Regions from separate parts of the Gossypium hirsutum genome. Here region 2 is linked to region 1. A link is a contact called in public Hi-C data. All regions are on one chromosome and are shown on one strand. The core of a region is the stretch at or near the end of the contact, and the rest is flanking DNA. Distances in the headings are between cores, read along the strand shown. Region 1 has its middle 30 kb from the start of LOC107915984. Region 2 holds the start of LOC107914993 (pyruvate kinase isozyme A, chloroplastic).

Region 1 (5,275 bases), core at 1,508-4,007:
GATTTTCGTTTTAACCCATTACTACTGGGGTGAATTGTGATTTTTGTTCTGACCCACTACCGTTAGGGTGAATTGTGGTTTTCAACTTTTGCCACTGAAGTTAAGGGTGACCATAGCGAAAAAAGAAATTTACTTTTATATTATGATATTTCAAAAATTAGTAATTTATCTTTATTATAGTTTTATCATGGAATATGCTTTGAATTATTTGTTGCAGATTACCCATAAATTTTGCAATTATGTATTTTCAATAAGATATTCGGCCTAAATGTTTCCTTGCTTGCTTAACCCAACAAAAGAAAATGCCAATTACTTACTTTTTTAATATTTTTACAAGTTCTGAATTTGCTCGTGATACGGGAAGTTTGGTGAATGACACTTTTAGATATTATTGAATTTCTTTAGAACTTCTAAGATGTTTCTATAATTTACATTTTCGATACTACTAAAAAAGTTTTTTTTTGAACTTTCTTCGTAAAACGACACATTTTAAAATTTATTTTCAAAGCAAATCTATAAAAAAATTATGAGATTATAACCTTATGATTTTTATATTAAATGTTTTGGCTTACTTGAATTTAAACTAGTTTGTGATGGTGTTGCATATTCGTGAGATTCTATCTCACAAGTTTGCGACATTTGTTATACCTCAATTTAGACGTGATAGGACGACACTTTAAAGGCTTTTCCTAAGAGAGTCAATGTCTTTTTGTTGAGAGGGGATTGGCTCTTTGGGGCAATCTTGGACCCTCAATGGAGCTATTGTTCCCGAAGTGTCTATGCTCGATTTTAACCTTAAGTTTTTGTTTCTTGACTTTAAGGAGAGCCCAAAGAAGTTCATGGAATTTGATAGAATTGTCTAACCCACCAAAGAAATGTTTAGCACTTGGTCTTAGAGGGGTTCTAACCCATGTTTTAAGGGTTTTAGTGGGTTAGAACCCCACTAAGGCCAAATGCTAAACATTTCCTTGGTAGGCTAGGCATTCTTGCCAAATTTCGTGAACCCCTTTGGGTTCTCCTTGAAATCGAGAGACAAATGCTCAAAGCTAAAATTAAGCATAAACACTCCGAGAATAATACCTTCGTTGAAAATCCTAGACTGACCCAGAGAATCGATCCCCCCTCAACAATACTTTATAATAATTAATTATTATTATTTGAATATATATAATTTATACTTACAATTATAATTGTACTTATAACTCAAAAAATATTAAACCAGTAAAAAATATTTGGTATCTTATCAAAATTATGCTTCAAAGACTAGCAATCATCAACAAAATTTTAAGCATTGCTTTCTTTCTTTATTTCTAGTAATAATAAGCTTTGGTGGGCTTTTCCTCATACGAGTACATGGTTGATTAAGTGTGAGAGATGGTGAAAGTACAATTGTATACTTTTAGCTTTAAATGACCAGTTTTCTTTTGTGAAGTGATTTGACGAAAGGTGGTTGATGGGTAGATCGATCTATGGCACCGACAAATTCGAGGTGTTTAGAATGCAAGAAAACCCAATTATCCATGCTAATTATATATACATGGATTCAGCATTTGAGATAATAATTAAAAGGTACCCATAGAAAAAAAAATTGTAAACATTAATGTGACAAGCAATGTCAACCCAGTCTTTGTTTGCAAATTGCAAATAGTTTTTTTGTACTAAATTCCTTTTCTGAATCCACAACCTCCAAAACCCCACCTTTGCTATCAACTTTTACAGTTCACACTCAAAAAGCATTCAACATTTTCTTTTCTTTTTCCACGAGAAAAATAAAAGAACAAAATACATGTGCTTTAAAAAACCTATTATCCACTGCATATATACATCAGCCACGCCACCCCAAATCTACAACGGATTAAGTTCATATCAAAATTACCGAGCAAACCAGTGGTGAGCGGGAGACGGACTGACGGACAACGGGGCTGGAGCGGTGAGCGGCAGGGATTTTGTTTTTAGGAAGTAGGAATTGATTAGGTATTGGGAATAAGGGAAATAATAAGGTATTCTAATGACAGTAACTCAGTCTACTTAAAAGAATAGTTAAAAAATTCTAGTGGGTCAGGCTTAGATTAAAGAAGTTTTATTCGGAATCCAATTCATTTTCTAAATACGTCTTATTTTTTAATTCAAGTTCATTTTGATCTAAACTTTTTCGCTGTTGGAGCAAGTCTTCACGCCGGATCACTTGAACTGATGGGTTGTTTGCTTTTGCACTTTGAAGACAAAACTGATCATTCTTCGTTTCTTTCTTCTAACGCCTCGACTTTCCGGCACCCATAGCTCAGGGTTCTGTTCTGCGGTATCATTTTAATTAGTTACCTGAAACTAAAAAGCATATGCCTTATTCTTTAGATTTATCTCATCAAAATTTTTTACGTAATAAAGTTGTATAACTATGTGGTGTTTATATATATATTTTATTGTATTATATTTAAGATATTTATGGCTCTATCCTCTAACTGCATCAAAATTAATGGCTAATATTGCTAGCCTAATTCAAAGTTTGTGAAGGGATGCTTAGGTGTTAAAAGCTCAAAATATTATTTTAAATAAAATACATTCACTTACACTTTAAGTTTTGACTCGTAGAGTAAATGGTTTTTTTTATAAAATTAGAAGGTGAAATAGTGGGAGTGAAAAGCATTGGCAATTATTTGTGTGGAAGAAAAGGAAATGGGTCGTAGAGAAGTGAGGGTGCATTTTAACAGGCTTTGTCTAATAATAACAACCCTTTTAGGTAATCAATGAAAAAGCTTTAAAGTTAAACTGGGTCCTCTTTGTGGTTGCCCAAGTCGGCTGGCCGTCAAGGAGGCTCTGCTACAATGGGCCTTCTCTGCCTCCACTTAACCTTGTTTCTGTCGGTGGCTCTCCCAATCCTCATAGCCTAATAAATGGATTCCCGAAAGTATAAAATTATTACAAGACTTCTTTATTTAATTTTAATTGTAAAACCAACTACAAATAATCAACCGTGTACTCTCACAACCTTCCTAACTAAGGCTTAGTTTGGGTGCATTTAAACTTTTTAAAGTTTAATCATTCTTTTTAAAATTTTAGTTATTCTTTTAAATTTTATGTTAAACGTTATCAACAAAAAAAAACTTAACTAAATTTTATTCTATTATGAATATATAAATTTGTGCACCGAAAATGTCTTAAATATTTAAAAAGAACATGATGAAAGGAAGGAGATGCATTGCACGCATGCATTACCACAACCCAAAAAAAAACTTTATAAAACAACAATAATCTTTTCATGGATCAACCCTACAAAATTAATAATAAAATGTTAAAGCATATGCCTTGCTTCATGTTGGGAAGAACCTTATATCAATATTTATTTAATTTCTTCAACCATGCCCCACATCATGGCTACCACATCTTCAGTTTTGACCTGCATTTCCAACACCCACATTGCCTCTATTAATCTTCCTATTACAAAAACAAAAGCTTATTACATTTATTTTATATACATTATAGCAATGCAGGTGGGATGGGATGATTCCAAAACTTTTGTAGCTGCATTACTCTCGATTCTTGTTTTATAAAGAAAGCTGCAATTTGATTTTTTTTCTAATAAAATATATTTTATATTACAATTCTATTTTATTCCTAATGCCTCCTATAGTAGAAAGTAGTGGATACATTTGTCTCTTATATTAAGAGTCAGATTGCATTTTATCTCTTTTACTTAAAAATGGGTAAATTAGTTCTTATACATTAGATCAAAGAGTAAATTGATCCTTTTTGTTAAAATTTTCATCTATTCCTACTGTTAAAAACTGGTCTCTGTACATCAGAATGAGGTACACGTGGCATGCCACATGTAACTGTCTGGCTATTCTATCAACGACACTAGTTTTTAACAGTGAAATGGATGAATTTTTTAATAAAAAGGGTCAGTTTGGTTTTTGATCTAATGTATAAGGACCGATTTGTCCATTTTCTAAGTAAATAGAGCAAAATGCATTCTGATTCTTAATATAGGGACCTTCATGATACTTTTACATCCAAATGGCTCTAACAATGGAAAAGAAAAGTGAGAAAGTGTTCGTTTCATCCACTTAACCAAAGCTTATTCCAAAAGTAACTTTTCCCCTCCTTAGAATTGATCGACATGCTTGTGTACAACACAATGTAGTCAATTTCACACCGGTTTCTGTTGTATTGAACGGTGTGCACCATTCCTGTAATAAATTAGAATAATTACTACTCTTTTCCGCACCGATATAAATTTCAGCCTGTACCGATTGCACTGGCTCATTCCGACTAATTTCAATTGCACCACCGAAACATTGTGCATCAACCAGTGTATGAATAATGTTAAAAAATAGATAGAATTATTTTTTTACTAAGCAAATTTAAAATTTAAACTTTAACCAAGGCAAATAGATAACTTTAAAATTTAAAGTACAAAATTAATAAATAATAAAGACTTTATATAATACACAAACTAAAGAAAAAAGACAATTTCTGTTAACTTTTGTGTTTTTATAAAATTTTCATTTATATATTTAGTATGAGATGATTTTATTGTATTTTTAAAAAAATAATGTTGTGGATAATTTTATTATTTAATGTGTGAGATGTTTATTTATTTATTTTAGATTTGTTAAATGATAATTTTTATTTATGAAATTTATTGATAAGTATGTTATATAACTAATTAATATTTTTATATTTAAAATTATTTAATATAATTCATTTGATATATTTAATATTAAATATATTAAATATTTAAAAAAATCAATAAATCTAAAATCATACGCTAAAACATACCAGTTTTAATAGGAAAAGGATACCCACAATCTTAATACAACACTGCACTTTCTCAAACTTGGAAACGTGGTGACCAAAAGATAATATATAATAATAATAAAAAGAAAGTGGTGCACGCTGTTTTTGGGCACTCAATTCGTGGATGTTTTGAAACACAAAATTGTGTTTTTTTTTCCTCCAAGAAAAGAATAAGAAGCTACGTGATCAGTAAAGTGGAGTCATTTTTTAATATGTTCGGTATTGATTTGAGTTTCTAACTAATTCTTTTTTATATCAAATAAATGTTACTCTCAAAATTATTATTTTTATTTTAGATTAGCTTTTAAATTTTAAAGAGTTGTAATTATATTTTTAAATTATTAATGTCATATTAATTAATTTCTTTTGTTATTACAACCGACATGTTAAATTTTATATAATTAAATTTAAAATAAAAAATTATTATCGCATAATTTTTAAAACCATTAAACTAAAAATAAAATAAAATTTAAAAAAA
Region 2 (5,151 bases), core at 609-3,108, 340 kb before region 1:
AATCTTGCCCCAGAATGGACCGGATAGTCTGAAAGAAGAGATTAAGTGTAGCGATCAGGTCCTAGGGCCTACTCACTTCCTTGATCAAATATAGAGGCCTTAACTTCCTCTCTAGTTATCTCTCAAGTCAAATCCTCACAGCTTCAGGTAGAGCAATCTGCAGTAGCTCCCTGAGAGAATCAGAGCATTTGGTAACCCTCCTATCAGCTGTGCCAATCAAGTTCTTGTAAAACTGTAAAATCTCACTAGGGATTTGCTCATAAGTCTCAAGCCTATTCCCTTTTCCATCAGTCAGTGCTCAAAGCAATATTAAACAAGTTAAATAACTTGATACCAGTACATAGGATTGTAGGATATAAGAGTAATTTAGACAACCATATGGTTAATTTAAAGAGACTCTAAATTTAATGTCAGGAGTGCCAAACGTCTTATTCCATTATTACTTTATATTATCTCTCATTCGAAACACCAAGTAATAAAATTCAAAGAACTAAAGATAGAAACAAGTAACAACCTTGGAAGAAATGGTAGGAAGCATTGCATTACGCTCTGAAACAAGACTGCCATTCCGCCACAAAGTCAAATTAGCTTGCGGCAGCAACAATCCTGGATCAGTGCACCGACACTTAACATCGGGACCAATCTTCTCAGTCACCTCAAACCTCACCATTCCACCATCAACCAAAAGTTCATCCCCAACTTTCACATCTATAAATCAACATCAAACAATCGTATTTAAATCAACAATAAATCAATTTGCTTAGAATTACTTCTTTAAGTAAAAGTTAAGATTGCAAACCTTCAGCAAAACCGTCATAATTTACATTAATTGTACGCTCTGGCCGCGGTGTTCCGAAAGCCCTAACACTAAATGTCCAGATTTCTCCATCCTATCTTCAATTTTTTTTTAAATTAATAAGATTTCAAAAGTAAATAATTCAAATTAATCAGATTAAAGAGAGAGGGAAAAAATAGCTTTTCAGTTTACCTCAGTTTTGGCGGAGGCAGCGCCACCGAGATCTCCCATGTGAATCTCGCTACCTTCAGTATCCATCATTATAGCGACGGCAAAGCCTTTCTCATCGTTGAGTCTCCTCACCCGTTCGATCACCGTTTGATGCCACTCGCGTGAGCCGTGGCACATGTTGATTCGAGCCACGTTCATGCCTCCGACGGCCAACGCTTCCAGCTGCTCAAACCCGCAGGTGGCTGGACCAATCGTGCAGATTAGCTTCGTCCGCCTCGTGCTACGGAATCCGTTCTCCTTCAACTCCGCCTCCGTGACGGCGTCCACTTCGATCCCTGTCGCTCCTACGCTTAACGCCGATACAACCCCCGCAGCTCCGGTCTGGGAGTTGCCAGAAGGCAGGGATCGTGATGACGTGGCATGGAGAAATGAAGATAACGATGGCGTGATGGTTATAGAGCGTTTTGTGTTGGGGAGGTTGATTACCGGAAACAGGGTACAAGACCTCCTCGGGAATTTTGGAAGAGTGAAGTAAGGAGCACGTGAGGGAGTGATGAATTGGAGAGACTGCGACATTATTACCCAGAATTTGAACAAAAACAGTTCCCGGTGGCGGGAAATGCTCAGAGCAAGTGAATTGGACCTTCTCTTTTTTTCCTTCTTTTTCAATTTAAGGGGAATTAGAGAAGGATTTACTTGAGCGGATAAACCGAAGAGAAGGACCGTGAGAAATGTCGCCAAACGACCAAAAATTAAATGTTCTTTCTTCTATTTCAAAACACAAACAGTGCCTATTGTAAGAAATCACGACCTCTTTTTCCAGCAATCACAAGAATATTATGTATAATTTAAGGGGTTTGAATACAACTGGAAAAGGAATTACAAAAGTAAGTCCTAATTCATTTTTTTTAAAGGGGAAATTTAATTGGAATTTAGGTTGAATTTTTTGAAATTTAGAAAAATAAATTGTTTTTGCGGAATTTTGGTTGCACATGGCAAAAGCATAGCGTATTTTTGTTATGTGGGGCTGGCGCCTTGCACGAGATTTATTTTTAAAAAATAAAAATTATATGTTAATTGTTGGGAAATAATTGATTTTAGATCAATGGTTATAATTTAAAAAAAAAATCCACAAACGGTTCTCAACGGTTATAATTGTTGGGAAATAATTGATTCGGATTCAGCCAATATAAAATTTTAAACTCATTTTCTAGGTCCAGATCTAGCCTGATCTAAAAAAAATGAGCCTAAAATTTTACCTTAGCTAAATAAAAAATATTAAACTCGAGTCCGACCTAACCTATCCGTATTAAATTATTGTTGTATTATTTTTTATATAAAAATAAATTTAAAAAATATAATACATATCAGATACACTAAAAACATTAAAATAAATGTTTCTCAACAAATTGAAAATACATTAAAAAAAGTCTTTAGATTTAAATAACATCAAGATAGTTGCAACTTAACAAGCAAATGTATCTGAAATAGTAGCAAAATTAATAAAAAAACATGAGTTATATAATATCAAAATAATAATAACAAAATAGTATCAATATAAAAGCGAAATGACAACAAAACAACATCAAAATGAAAAAAACAATAGCACAATAATAGTAATCAGAAGTGAAAAAATTTAAGCAAATTCAGGCCGGGCCAAAAAAATCTTACCCGAGCTCCGGAACGTTTAGAAAGCGAATCTTATTTTTTTGTCTGAGCCTATTTTACGGGCCTATATTTTTATCCAAACCCTCCACTTTTTGAGTCGACCTTCAAGCCTAGGTGGGTGGCCTGACCCTTGATCAAGTCTAATATACTCTCTACGCTTATCATTCTTTTTTCATTCAATCTTATTCATCTATTCTCTCAACTCTTTTATTCTTAATTTTCTATCTTAATATCTTAATTTTCTTTCAAATTCTTCTTCTCTCAATTTTCTATCCTACCCGTTGTAATTTCTTGGATTTTATTCGATGTTCATCATCTTAAAGGTTTTAAAAATATCAATGCCCCTAATTTGTTTGGATCACAAACACATTTCTAGCGTCCAATTATAAATGGTAAGAAAATATTATTATATTTTAATTAATATCATTATTTAGTTGTTATTATTTTTTTTATGTTTATATAATCAAGAAAAAAATTTGGATTATCAAAACATTATACACAATTTAAGTGCAAGAGCACCACGTGCTATTGAACAGTACTTGGAAGAGACAGGATTCTTACACGTGTCACGTATGCTTATGGGGACTAAATTGGAGCCCACACTTATCAATGCTTTGCTACAAAGATGGATATCCAGAACATATGCATTTCATCTTCCATGTGGTGAATGTACAATTACACTCAAGGATGTGATATTACAACTCGGTCTACCGATTGATGGGTCAATCGTTACGGGGGTAGTGCACGTTGGTGATTGGAAGCAAATTTGTCACCAACTATTATGCAAGGTGTCAGACAAGTTTAGTGATAACGATATATATATGAAATAGTTAGAAGATAATTTCTCACATCTCGACAACTCTTCTAGTGCGGTTGAAAGGCAACAATTCGCTCAAGCATTCATACTAAGGTTGATCGGGGGTCTTTTAATGCTAGATAAATCTCGAAATCTGGTACATTTAAGGTGGCTCTTACAACTAATTGACCTAAAAGAAGTCAGGCGACTCAGTTGTGGATCAACTATCTGGCCACTGCTAGACGTACAAACGCTTGGGCTGGAAATACTGCAACAAAAAGATAGAAAATAAAACAACGATGTCCATAAAAATACAACTCAAAATCTTAATATAGTAAGTTTACAACAAAACACTTCGGGAAGTATTCTGAGGATCATATCTAAGAGAGGATGGACTAAACTTAAAATTATTTTCTACATGAATAGGGCTAAATAGTAATAACCAAAAATTACAGTAAGACAAATAATGAGAAAATTGAATATCAACAATAACATAAAATTACTAAAAATAAATTAACAATCAAATTAAATCTCAGATAACAAATATAAGATTACCTTTCATCAGTGTTCATAATTAACTTTAGAATTCAGGTTTCAATAAATTAGCTAATAATTAACCAATTATTACCTTTAAATCTCTAACTAACTAATTAATAGACAAACCCACTTATCTCTTGACCTCGTAGTTTAAATCAAGATAAATTATGAGGCGCTTGGTAAACTATTCTCTTGACCTCATTTACTTAGATTACTTCCTAAGGTTGTTAATCTTAGGGTTTAAGCATGCATATTTTAAGCCAACTAATTCTACGACGAACCCTAATTCTTCAATTAATTACTTCCATATCCAATCGTTAATCTCCTTAAGGAATTTAACCACTCATGAATCTAGATGCAATTTCCCCAACAGTTAATTTAAACATGCAACTAAGAATTAAATTAAAAATAAGAGAAAAGAGAAATTGATCCGTTTCAATGTTGAATGCACTCGGAAGCCAAAAATCCTTTGGCAGTTGTCGAGATATCGTTGATTGCAATAAAAAACCAAAAGAAAAATATCAATAACTGAATAAACGATGGCTTGGATCCAAATTGCATCTAAGTCTTAAAACAATAATGACAATCTATTTTGAACCTAAACTAAATTCTAATAAAAATTAAATCTACTAATTAATAATCTAATAACGGCCCCTGTAAACTCAACCTAGACCTTACTATATATAGGAAATTGTAGTTGCCCTAATTAGGTCAAATAAAGGCCTTAAAACTAATAAAATTACATTGTGCATATGAAAACACCCTTGACAGTGTTTTTTCCTTTGTCACAGAAGTGTCACAACACCATAGGAATGGTGTCGCAACATAAGATTTTGAATGGACTTCTGGAGCTTAGAACTATTGTGTTGTGACCCTACTTGCTGATGTTACGACATGAGCGTCATCCTTGGTTCTTCTTAGCTTGAAAATGGTGTTCTGCACACTAAATTGGATCGTCAATCCTAAGCTAGGCCCATATTGGCCTAACAGGTCGTTACAATATCAAAATATGCGTAAAAATGCTTATTTTACTAAAATTTCATTTCACCTACTAAATTGGAAAACTAATTGAAATATGAATAAAATGGTTCGAAAAAAATCTCATTAAGTATAAAAAATACTTTAATTTGCCACAACAAATTGTGGCAGATCACTACCTTGGCTACATTGTATTGAGAGATAT

What was found. A called contact is a pair of places that touch in the nucleus more often than the background predicts.
Region 2: a contact with region 1 is called in a Hi-C map of leaf, with 2.3 times the contacts expected there. The contact joins the promoter of LOC107914993 here to the enhancer-like site in region 1. A contact is called at or near these places in 2 of 34 Hi-C or Micro-C datasets (both in leaf).

The regions. Positions count from the first base shown.
Region 1 is chrD10:34,443,478-34,448,752 of Gossypium_hirsutum_v2.1, reverse strand. No RefSeq gene overlaps it. Among protein-coding and RNA genes, the nearest start is that of LOC107915984, 30 kb to the left of the region's middle. Within about 2 kb of position 2,757, at least 8 of the 9 cell types and tissues checked have an H3K27ac peak or open chromatin away from gene starts, as enhancers often do. A contact at or near this core is called in leaf, where this site is marked.
Region 2 is chrD10:34,784,485-34,789,635 of Gossypium_hirsutum_v2.1, reverse strand. LOC107914993 (pyruvate kinase isozyme A, chloroplastic) reads right to left here and starts at 1,858. Exons shown (of 6, transcript XM_016844076.2): 1 at 989-1,858; 2 at 800-890; 3 at 515-708. The coding sequence starts at 1,543.